Regions from separate parts of the Ovis aries genome. Here region 2 is linked to region 1. A link is a contact called in public Hi-C data. All regions are on one chromosome and are shown on one strand. The core of a region is the stretch at or near the end of the contact, and the rest is flanking DNA. Distances in the headings are between cores, read along the strand shown.

Region 1 (5,264 bases), core at 1,798-4,297:
ACCTCCTGTCCCTGCAGAGAGCTCCATGTGGGAGGTCCAGGGAGCACTGCTCGGTGGTCCTGCCCCCTCAGCCCCTTCTGAATGAACACAGGGGTGACAGAGCCATCATTCTCTCATCCAGTGCGCTGGGCTAGGCGCCGATTTCTGGGACACAGCAGTGAGCAAGACAGATAAGTCCTTGTTCCCGTGAAGCTTATCTACTGGAGTGGGACTAAAAGGCCCTGCTATCTCCCTTTCTGCTTCCCCCTTTAGGCGCTTGATTCTCTGCTAAACCTTGTCATGTTAGAGGATGCAGGGAGCAGGGATATGTGGGAGGGGCAGGGACCTCTGGACATGCCAGGGAGCTGAGGACATGTTGGATCTTGGCAGGCTCTGCTTATGGTTGGGTGGGGTGGGAAATTCACCACCTTCCCTTTTCCCATCTCCGTGTCAGATATGATCTCCTGATGAGGTCTGCTACCCTGGATGGCAGCCAGGGGCTGTCGGCACAGCCCTCGTGGCTTCTAACTGCCTGAGGTTCCAAGGAAATAATTCTCACCTTCTGCAAACGTATCATCCAGTGGGAAGGTACAAAATTAATGTGCACCGTCATGTGGAATGTTGATATTTTGCTTTATGACTTTTTAAAATTGGAGGATAGCAGCTTTACAATATTGTGTTGGTTTCTGCTGTACAACGTGAATTAGCTATAATTATATATATATATGGTTTCCCAGGTGGTCGTAGTGGTAAAGAATCCACCTGCCAATGCAGGAGACGCAAAAGACATGGGTTTGATTCCTGGGTTGGAAAGATCCCCTGGAGAAGGAAATGGCAACCCACTCTAGGGTTCTTGCCTGGAGAATCCCATGGACAGAGGAGCCTGGTGCGCTACAGTCCATGGGGTCACAAAGAGCCGGACACGTCTAAGGGATTGAGCACACACATATATGTATGTAAATCTATTTCCCCTCCCTCCTGAGCCTTCATCCCCCTTCCTATCACTCTAGGTGAAGTAAGTCCGAAAGAGAAAAACAAATACTGTATATTAATGCACATATATGGAATCTACAAAATGGTACTGATGAACCTATCTGCTTAATGATTAATTGTTCTGAGAGTTGTTTTCATTTACCTGTGTGTTGCCTCCCATCTGGACTCAGGTTCACCGCAAAATCTAAGGTTCTACAAAACCAAGAAAGGCTCTGTAAATGTTTGAGTGAAGACATGAAGACAGTCTGAGGGTGAACAGGTCAGGCCCTATAAACAGGGTGGGCAGCACCTGGTACTGGGGACTGGGGTTGGTGGTCTGTGCTGCCAGCTGGAATCAAATGCAGGATTGAATTTACACCCTGTTCAGTGAGAAGAGCTGGAAAGATTCCCTCCACATCCTTCAGACTAGGGTACACCTCTGAGGGGTTTCCAGGGACTAAAGACTATAATGGGCTTCCCAGGTGGCTCAGTGGTAAAGAACCTGCCTGCCAATGCAGGAGACGCAAGCGACGTGGGTTCAAACCCTAAATCTGGAAGATCCCCTGGAGGAGGGCATGACAACCCACTCCAGTATTCTTGCCTGGAAAATTCCATGGACAGAGGACCTGGCAGACACTACAGTCCATACGGTCGCAAAGAGTCAGACAGGACCGAGCATGCATGCAAAGACTGTAGTGGTTAAGGACACAGCCTCCAGAGCCTGTCTGGGTTCACATCCCAACTCTTAAGATCAACAGCTGGGTGATCCCAGGGCAAAAGCACCGAACTGTTCTGAGCCTCACCCATCTCGTCTGTACAATGGGTGTTGTTAAAGGAATTCAGGGACAGCTGACTGAAGGAAGGGTCTAGCACAGAGCTTAGACGGTGGCAGGCATGTGAAGCGCCAGCTTCAGTGTGGTAGCGCGGAGTCGATGGACGGCGCTCACACTAGCTGCGTCGGAATCCCCTGGAGGCTTGTGAAAACACAGATGGCTGGGTTCCAGCCTGCGTCTCTGACTCAGAAGGTCTAGGGTGGTGTCTGAGAATCTGCGTTTCCAACAAGTGCCCAGGTGCTGCTGTTTCAGGGACCACAATTTGAGAACCACAGGTGTGTAACAGAAAAGAGAATTCAGGTGTAGGGTTCTGGCGCTAGGACTGTCCCTTATTATCTGGTGACTTTGCGCAGCTAATCTCTGAGCCTCAATATCTTTACGTGTAAAATGGAACTGTTAATTCCCACTTCACAAGAATTCCCTGGCAGCCCAGTGATTAAGATTCCGGGCTTTCATTGCCAAGGGCCCAAATCCAATCCCTGGTCAGGGAACTAAGATCTTGCAAGTCGCTTGGTGTGGCCAAAAAAAAAGAGAAAAAATCCACTTCATGGGGGTCAGCCTGGTATACGGTATTCTCAGTATTCAGTTATCATTGTTTAAATTCTGGCCAGCGTGTTGGTCCTGGAAGGATGGGGCGGGGTTACCACGAGCAGAGGTGGGTCAGGAGTGCTTGGGGAATGCTGCCAAGAACCCCAAAGCCAGGAGCAAAGTGCCAGGTGGGTCTCGAAGCCCCCAGGCCACATGCTTATTGGGAAATAACCCCTGCTCCATTTCTTCGGCAGTTTCTGTGTGGCAAATCCACACAGAACCTTGGTGGCGGTTGGGGTTTGGGGGGTGGGGGAGTAATTTGGCTGCACTGGGTCTGAGTTGCAGCACGTGAGATCTATCCCCCCCGGCCAAGGATCGAACTCAGGCCCCCTGCATTGGGAACTCCGAGCCGTACCCACTGAAGCGCTAGGAAGTCCCTCTCACCCGCCTTTTGTCAGAAAGTCACCTCACCTCAGCGGGATCAGCGGCCCTCCGGCCCAGCCGCGCGGTGCGCTGCCGCCCCCTGGCGGACGAGGAGGCGCTGCACACCCTCCCCCGGCGGTCTCCGAGCGGAGTCGAAGTGCCGGCGGCAAGGCCCGCGGGCACCTGGGGGAGCGCTGGCGCCTCGCAAGGCTGCGCCCCCCGCCTGAGAGGAGACTTCTGGACCAGTTGGGTGTTATTACGGGAACAGCCCGCGGACACCCCACCCGCGGTGGATTAGAGACTGTTGACTTTTAAGGGCGAGACCCATTGCGCTTGGCACAGCAAGGCTGCAGGCTGAGTGCCGGCCCCAGACACAGGCCTCGGGGCTCCGGGCCTTTGCGGGCTTTGGCCTGAAGACCAGTGGCAGCGGCCAGCCTGAGTCATTGTTCCCTGAGGCCGGGAGAAAGGGCTACCCCTGGGCCAGGGGCTTCAGTTTGATATTCACTGTCCAAGCACCACGCCCCTCACCCAGCAGTTCTTGGGTCTGCAACCCCACCCTCAGAGATCCCTCTTTTTGCCTTTTCTGGAAAAACTCCTTGAAGTAAATCCTTCATATAAAAAAATTCAATGCTGTCATCATTTTCTGGTGCCTTTAATGTGGGCAAGCCACTGAACCGGGCACCGTGGGGACCCAGGAACATGGAAGATGCAATCCCCCTAGGAAACAGGCACTGGAGGGGCCTCCTGGAGAGGAGGGTCTAAGAGGGGAGGGCTGACCTGGGGGTGGGGGTCCACGGGGAAGAAAGGCCTTCAGCCCTGGAGGGACTGGAGCTGGCGGAAGGGTGGGGTGTGTTCAGGCACGGTGAGTCATGTGGTGTGGCCCGGGAGGGAGGGTGAGTCTCAGCCCCTCCCGGGAGGGAGGGGAAACAGGACACAGGCTGGAGAGGGAGGTGGGAGCCAGCCAGGCAGGGGGTGGGGGTGGGGGAGTCGGGTCTGCACAGCAGGGAACCCAGGGTAGGTGGGCTTGTCTGAGAAGCTCCCTCCCTGAAAGAGGCTCCCGTCAGGTGAAGAGAAAGGTTTCCAATGGGATGGGCGTGTGTGAGCATTTAGTGTTCTGACTCTTAGCGACCCTAGCAACCTCATGGACTGTAGGCCCCCAGGCTCCTCTGTCCATGGGCTTTAGCAAGGATACTGGAGTGGGTTGCCATGCCCTCCTCCAAGGGATCTTCCCGACCGAGGGCTCGAACCCACGTCTCTTACATCTCTTGCATTGGCAGGTGGGTTCTTCACCCCTAGTGCCACCTGGGAAGCCCCCCTTGGGTGCGGAACCATTTCAAAGATGGGTGTGAGGGGCTGCTGAGATGACAAAGGGGAATCTTGAAGTGTGGGCGGGGCCAGGCCAAGTCAGAACCCAGCACTCAGTTGCCTCTCCGCCCACAGGTGGGAGTGTGGGCCTGTGTGGGAGGGACTTCCCTCTCATCTCCTTGCTCTAAGACTTCAGTCTTCAAAGCACATTCACCCACATTATCTCATTGATCTTTGCAACAGGCCTCTGAGCTAACCAGGGCCTATTATTCTCATTTTACACACGGAGAAGCTGGGTCCCAGGTGAGACAGAATTCTGCTTTATATTAATTATTGACCTCCTGAGGTCCATATTTCTTTTTCTAAATTGCGACCCCATGGACTGTAGCCTACCAGGCTCCTCCCTCCATGGGATTCTCCCGGCAAGAGTACTGGAGTGGGTTGCCATTTCCTTCTCCAGGGGATCTTCCCTACCCAGGGATCAAACCCAGGTCTCCAAGCATTCCAGGCAGACGCTTTAACCTCTGAGCCACCAGGAAGCCCCAGTGTATTTACTTTTGATTGTGCTGGGTCTCCAGTTGCATTGAGCAGGGGGCTACTCCGTTGCGGTGAGCGGGCTTCTCATTGCGGTGGCTTCTCTTGTTGTGGAGCACAGGCTCTAGGCACTCAGGCTTCAAGAGTTGTGGCCCACGGGCTTCAGTTGCTCCAAAGCAGGTGGAATCTTCCAGATCTGGGATGGAACCCATGTCCCCTGCGTTGGCACGCAGATTCTTATTCACTGTACCACCAGGGAAGTCTTGCATACTGTTTTAATTTTTGTTGTTGTTGTTTTATAATAGTTCAAACACTCAGAGGGGTCAAAACCCAAAACATCCAGATGAAAGTTTCTCTGTCAACCCTATTCTCCCAGCTGCCCGGTTCACCTCTTAGCAGTGTGAACTCTAGCCTTTTGATTATGGGTGTTGGGCCCTTTCTGCAGGGGCTCAGGACACAGCCTGCTGTGACCAGAGGAGCCCAAGGCAAGTGTTGCCCCAAGAAGGGTGTTATACCTCCCCTGAGCAAGTGTACATTCGGTCTTCTTTCATCTGAAGCCACGTGAGTCTATCTTTAGATCCTAAACTCCTTGGAGGCTGGGAATCTATCTTCTGGGAGGCTGAAGTGTAGGAGTTACAATTACAGGTTCTGGCAAACAGAGAACTGGCATAAAATCTGTGTTGCCAAACC
Region 2 (5,865 bases), core at 3,263-5,762, 280 kb before region 1:
GGGAGTTGTTTTAACTTTATCTTCCAAACTTACTAGTGACATTTTTATGTTGGGTGTTATATTTTAAGTTTCTAAATGCCTTCTTTATCTAATATATTTTTTCTTTTCTTTTTTTAGAGCCTACTGTCTTGTGAACAGAATACATTTGTCTTCTTATCCTATAATGTTATTTATGTTTTTCTTTTTTTGGAAAAAATATTTTTGTTTTCCTTCTCTCTTGGGTTCTTTTTTCATTTAATAGCTTTTATCTCAAAGATATTCCTTGTGAACCTTTACTGTCTTCATAGTTAAGAACAAGGTATTAAATCAGCTCATATGGAAGCTCTCTGATTTGCCTCACTGTAGGCAAGCTTTTTAAAAAATATTTTAATTCAAAAATTTGAAACTGCAATAAGATACACATAATATTTACCATCATAATATTTTCAAGTGTACATCTCAGAAGTGTTAAGGACACTCACACGGTTGTACAGTCAAACTCCAGCTCTTCTCCTCTTGCAAAATTGAAATTCAGTATTTATTTAGCAGCAACTGTCCATTTCCCCCTCCCTCCAGACTCTGGCCGCCACTCTCACACTTTGTCTCTAGGAATCTGCCTACTTCCTGTCCTGTAAGTGCAATCGCACCGTGCCCTCTCTTTTGATGGGCTTCGTGATGGCCTCAGGGTTCATCCATACTGTCCAACGTGTCAGAATTCACTTCCTTTTTAAGGCTGTGAAACAGAGGCCATTGTGTATACACACCACATTTTGTCTGTCCGTCATCCGTCAATGACACAGACACGGGGGCTGCTTCCCTCTTTTGACTGCTACGAATGATGCTGCTATGGACAGGGGTGTGCAAATACCTCTTGAAGACTCCGCTTTCAGTTCCTCTAGGTATATAACTAGAAGTGGGATTGTCAAGTCATATGGTAATTCTATATAACTTTCTGAAGGCCTACCACTGTATTCGCACCATTTTATACTCCTATCAGTAGTGCACAGTATTCCAGTCCTTGTCAACATTTGGTGTTTTTTGTTTTTTTTTTTTTTTAACATAGTAGCCATCCTAATGAATGTGGGCAAGCAGTTTTAGGCCCTGCTTTTTCCACAGAAAATGATCTTGAACATTTTTTTGCCATGTCAATAGGTATTTTTTACAACCTGATTTTTAATGGCTGTCCTATTTAACATTTCATACTGTTAACATTTTGTGTCCAGCAGTTTTTCAGGTATAAATAATGTTATACAGAATATTCTTATAAAGAAATCTTTGTGTACATCCCTGGTATTTTCTTTAGTGGCTAATGTCCTAGAGGCTGAATTCCTGGATAAGAGGGTATGTTTTTGATATGTATTGCAAGATTGCTTTTCTGAAAACCTGCATCAGTTTATGTTCTTACTAGCAGTATGAAAGTATCATCTGTACTGCATATTATCAGACAAAATTATTTCAATGTATGATCATAAATACAAGGTCAGAAAAACTATATATATCAGTAGATAACAGTGGTCAACTCTGAGAATAGTTCTGGTTTTACATACAAGTGGTTATGTAAAATGCTAGATGAGTTTTTATCTTTTGTGTTTTTCAGTAAGAATGTATTAAATTTATATAAAACATTTTAATTTCCTAATTTAAAAAAGAAATGGTTGAAATTATATATTTATTTCAATATGTATGCTTTTTGGTTTTATTGAACATTTTTTCCTATTTATTATCTTTCTCCTTTTGTGAAATAGCCACTCAACTTCATTTGTCTAATTTCTTGAGTTGTTAGTACTTTTTATATATGAATACACTTCATCATACATGTCAATATTTCCTCCTTTTTCTTATTTATTCTTCAGAAGCTAAAGTTAAATATGAACATGAAGTTGCTCAGTCATGTCCGACTCTTTGCAACCCCCATGGACTGTAGCCTACCAGGCTCCTCTGTCCATGGGATTTTCCAGGCAATAGTACTGGAGTGGATTGCCATTTCCTTCTCCAGGGGATCTTCCCAACCCAGGGATCAAACCCAGGTCTCCCGCATCATAGACAGATGCTTTGCCGTCTGAGCCATCAGGGAAGTCCAAAAAGTTAAATAGGTAGCTACATTTATTCATCTTTTACTTTATGATTAATTTATCAGCTTTTACAGTTAGAAAGCTTTTCTTCATTCTGAGGTCAGATATTAATCTGCCTATTTTTTATGTTTTATTGCTGTTGTTATTGTATGTGTTTGGTGTTATTGAGGTTGTGTCCAGCTCTTTGTGACTCCCTGGACGCATGCCAGGCTCCCCTGTCCTTTACTATCTCCTGGAGTTTATTCAAATTTATGTCTATTGAGTCAGTGATGCTATCTAACCATCTCATCTTCTGCCCGCTCCTTCTCTTTTTGCTGTCAACCTTTTCCAGCATCAGGGTTTTTTCCAATGAGTAGACCCTTCACATCAGGTGGCCAAAGTATTGGAGCTTCAGCATCAGTCCTTCCAGTAAATATTCAGGACTGATTTCCTTTAGGATTGACTAGATTGATCTCCTTTCAGTCTAAGTGACTCTCAAGAGTCTTCTCCAACACCACAGTTTGAAAGCATTAATTCCAGAAAAGATCCCAGAATCAGGATCTTTTCTAAAGGGTCAGTTCTTCACATCAGGTGGCCAAAGTATTGGAGCTTCAGCATCAGTCCTTCCAGTAAATATTCAGGACTGATTTCCTTTAGGATGGACTGGTTTGATCTCCTCACAGTCCAAGGGACTCTCAAGAGTCTTCTCCAACACCACAGTTCAAAAGCATCAATTCTTTGGTGCTCAGCCTTCTTTATGGTCCAACTCTCACATCCATACATGACTATTGGAAAAACCATAGCTTTGACTAGATGGACCTTTGTCTGCAAAGTAATGTCTCTGCTTTTTAATATGCTGTCAAGGTTGGTCGTAGCTTCCAAGGAGCAAGTGTCTTTAATTGCATGCGTGTAGTCACCATCTGCAGTGACTTTTGGAGCCCCCAAAAATAAAATCTGTCACTGTTTCCATTGTTTGCCCATCTATTTGCCATGAAGTGATGGGATGGGATGCCATTATCTTCATTTTCTGAATGTTGAGTTTTAAGCCAGCTTTTTCACTCTCCTCTTTCACCTTCACGAAGAGGCCCTTCAGTTCCTCTTTGCTTTCTGCCATAAGGAAGGAAGGAAGGAAGTGAAGTCGCTCAGTCGTGTCTGACTCTTTGTGACCCCATGGATAGGAGCCTACGAGGCTTCTGCGTCCCTGGGATTTTCCAGGCACGAGTACTGGAGTGGGTTGCCATTTCCTTCTCCAGAGGATCTTCCCGACTCAGGGATCGAACCCAGGTCTCCAGCACTGTAGGCAGACGCTTTTACCGTCTGAGCCACCAAGGAAGTCATTCTGCCATAAGGGTGATACCACCTGCATATCTGAGGTTGTTGATGTTTCTCCCGGAAATCTTGATTCCAGCTTGTGATTCATCCAGCCTGGCATTTCACATGATGGACTCTGCATATAAGTTAAATAAGCAGGGTGATAGTATACAGCCTTGAAATACTCCTTTCCTAATTTGATGGAGAAGGAAACGGCAACCCACTCCAGTATTCATGCCTGGAAAATGCCATGGACCGAGGAGCCTGGTAGGCTACAATCCATGGGGTCGCAAAGAGTGGGACACGACTAAGAGACGTGTGTGTGTGTGTGTTTTCCCAATTTGAAACCAGTCCATTGGCCTGGGGACCCAGCGGCAGGGGGGGTGTTTCGGAGGGCCAGTCCCCCTGCAGTCCCTGCCGGGCTCTGACGACCACAGCAGCCTGGATGCACCGGGGGCGCCAAGCAACCCGCGCAGTCCTTGCTGGGCTTGGGGCGCAGAGGTCGGTGCCGCGAGCTCGCAGGGCGCCAGGGGGCAGCAGAGGACACGGCGGCGCAGGGCATGCGGGAGCCGAGCGGCCGGCACGGAGGTTCGGGTCGCACTGCCACCTTGCTTGACGGCTCTCAACAGATGGCTCTGCTCCCATCTGCTGACTTGACTCGCGGTTCCTCTTCCTATGCCCCACAGTGGTCCGGGGAGAGTTCAGTTGGACCTACTCCGTTCCCACAGTCCTCTGCTCAGCCATCCTAAGCAGGATCGGGTTCGGGCCGCCCAGCCTCGGGGCGTTGTCGCCAAGACCTTCTTCCCATGGTCCTCTGCGTGCCCCTCAGGCCTCCTCCTCCGTTGCAGTGTCTCCGAAACCTTCTTCCCAGAGTCCTCTGCGCGGCCGTTCAAGCGCCCTTCTGCGTGTTGAAGCCACCCCCCGCTGTCGCTGTTTCTGCCAGACCTTCTTCCCAGGATCCTCTGCGCGGCAGTGCCTATCGCCTTTCGGCGCGTGGTCTCGCCTTGATTTCCTCAGGTTCCTCTGCGGATCGTGCCTAGGGCCCTTCCGCACGGTCAGACAGCCTCCGCTCGTGTGGTCACGCCCAGACCTTCTTCCCAGAGTCCTCTGCGCTGCCGTGCTTAGTGCCCTTCCGCACGTTCAGGCCTCCTCCGTCCGCGCGGTCTCCCCAGACCTTCTTCCCAGGAGTCTCCAGGCGGCCGTGCCCCAGCGAGTTTCTGCGCGTTCAGTCTGAACAGAGCCCTGTCCGCTCTGCGCGGCTGAGGCGCGTAAGTGGAGTCGCCGCCGGGCGGGAGCTCGCCTCGCGGGTCCCGGCTTAGCGGTCCCGCGCCCAGCGGTGTGTGATAAGCCGTGAGGGCGCCGGGCCGGGCGAGCGAGCGGGCGGCCAGGGCCGGGACCGCGGGGTCAGTGATGCCCGGGGCGGGGACCGAGGGCGGGTCCGCCGACGGGCCCCAGGCGGCAGCGGCTGCGGCCCGGAAGGCGTTGGCGTCTCGGCGGGGTTTGACAGGTCAGCGTGTAGTCAGCCCTTGTGGCGCTTTCAAACAACCGAGCCAGGATCCAAACACGGTGGAATCCCTCGGTCTGAAGAGACCCGCTGCGCGCCTTCGGCGCGTTCGCCGGGCCGGGCCGCAGTCGCCGCTGGTGCGGAGCGTGTGGGTCGCCCAGAGCCCCGCCAGCTCGTTAGCGGACGCGGCTCACCTGGTCCGGCCCGGGTCGGCGCTCCTCGGTCCTCGGCCGCTCGGCGGCGTTTCGTCGAGGGGGAACCTTGCTTTCTTTCTCCGTTAACTGATGGGCGTTTGGGCTTTTGCGCTTTTTGGTCTCCGAGCCCGTTTAAGGTCTGTTCCCCCCGGGGACTCACAGACCGAGGCACAAACCTCTGAAATCTAAATTCTCCCCCATCCTGAAGCTCCGGGCCCGGCTCAGGCGTTTCGGCAGCCTCGGGTCCGGTTGCTTCGGGAAGGTTTGTACAATTTTCTGTTCTCAGTGCGGCACTCCTGGACCCTTGGCGGTCACGGGCAAAGCAGCCTTCGTGTGCGGGGCTCGCTGGAGACGCCGCCAGGCCGGCCGTCCAGTGATGGGCACCAGGTGGGCTGGACATGAGCGGACGGATGATGTAGCAGAGCCGGGGGACGGGGGAGCTCATATCCAAGCAGACCTAGCGCGTCTTCGGTGTTTTGTGTGTTCACGGACCGGTCCCCTAACAGAACCAGTGCTCAGGGCGCCTGGCTGGTGTGCTGGGTGACCCTCGCGCTGTCCCTGCCGAAGTCCGGCAGGCCTCACCTCTGCCTGCTTGTTTCGGACTGTAAACCAGCGGCCTCGTTGTCCTTCAGTGCCAGTTTAAACTTTTTATTCGTGATTCCACTGTTTCTTTAGCACATTTTTTAAAAAATGATTGAAAGATTCTTTAATTCTGTAATTCTTTACAATTTTCCAGTTTCGCTCGCAGGAGATCGTGCACATAAGGTTGTGTAACAACCCTCGTTTTCCAACTACCCCTGCCTTGCCCCTTCCTCCTTCCCTCCCC

The links. Hi-C and Micro-C count contacts between places; a contact is called where the count stands out from the background.
Region 2: a contact with region 1 is called in a Hi-C map of liver, with 4 times the contacts expected there. The contact joins the promoter of RAD52 here to the enhancer-like site in region 1. A contact is called at or near these places in 6 of 16 Hi-C or Micro-C datasets (blood, hypothalamus, liver and 2 more).

The regions. Positions count from the first base shown.
Region 1 is chr3:213,281,519-213,286,782 of ARS-UI_Ramb_v3.0, reverse strand. The region is part of intron 1 of NINJ2 (ninjurin 2); the gene reads left to right. It overlaps LOC121819225 (a long non-coding RNA gene), which reads right to left. Exons shown (of 4, transcript XR_009600028.1): 1 at 2,784-5,264; 2 at 1,115-1,164. Among named protein-coding and RNA genes, the nearest start is that of NINJ2, 62 kb to the left of the region's middle. Within about 2 kb of position 3,047, at least 14 of the 54 cell types and tissues checked have an H3K27ac peak or open chromatin away from gene starts, as enhancers often do. A contact at or near this core is called in liver, where this site is marked.
Region 2 is chr3:213,563,234-213,569,098 of ARS-UI_Ramb_v3.0, reverse strand. It overlaps RAD52 (RAD52 homolog, DNA repair protein), which reads left to right and starts at 4,512. Exons shown (of 10, transcript XM_060413511.1): 1 at 4,512-4,609.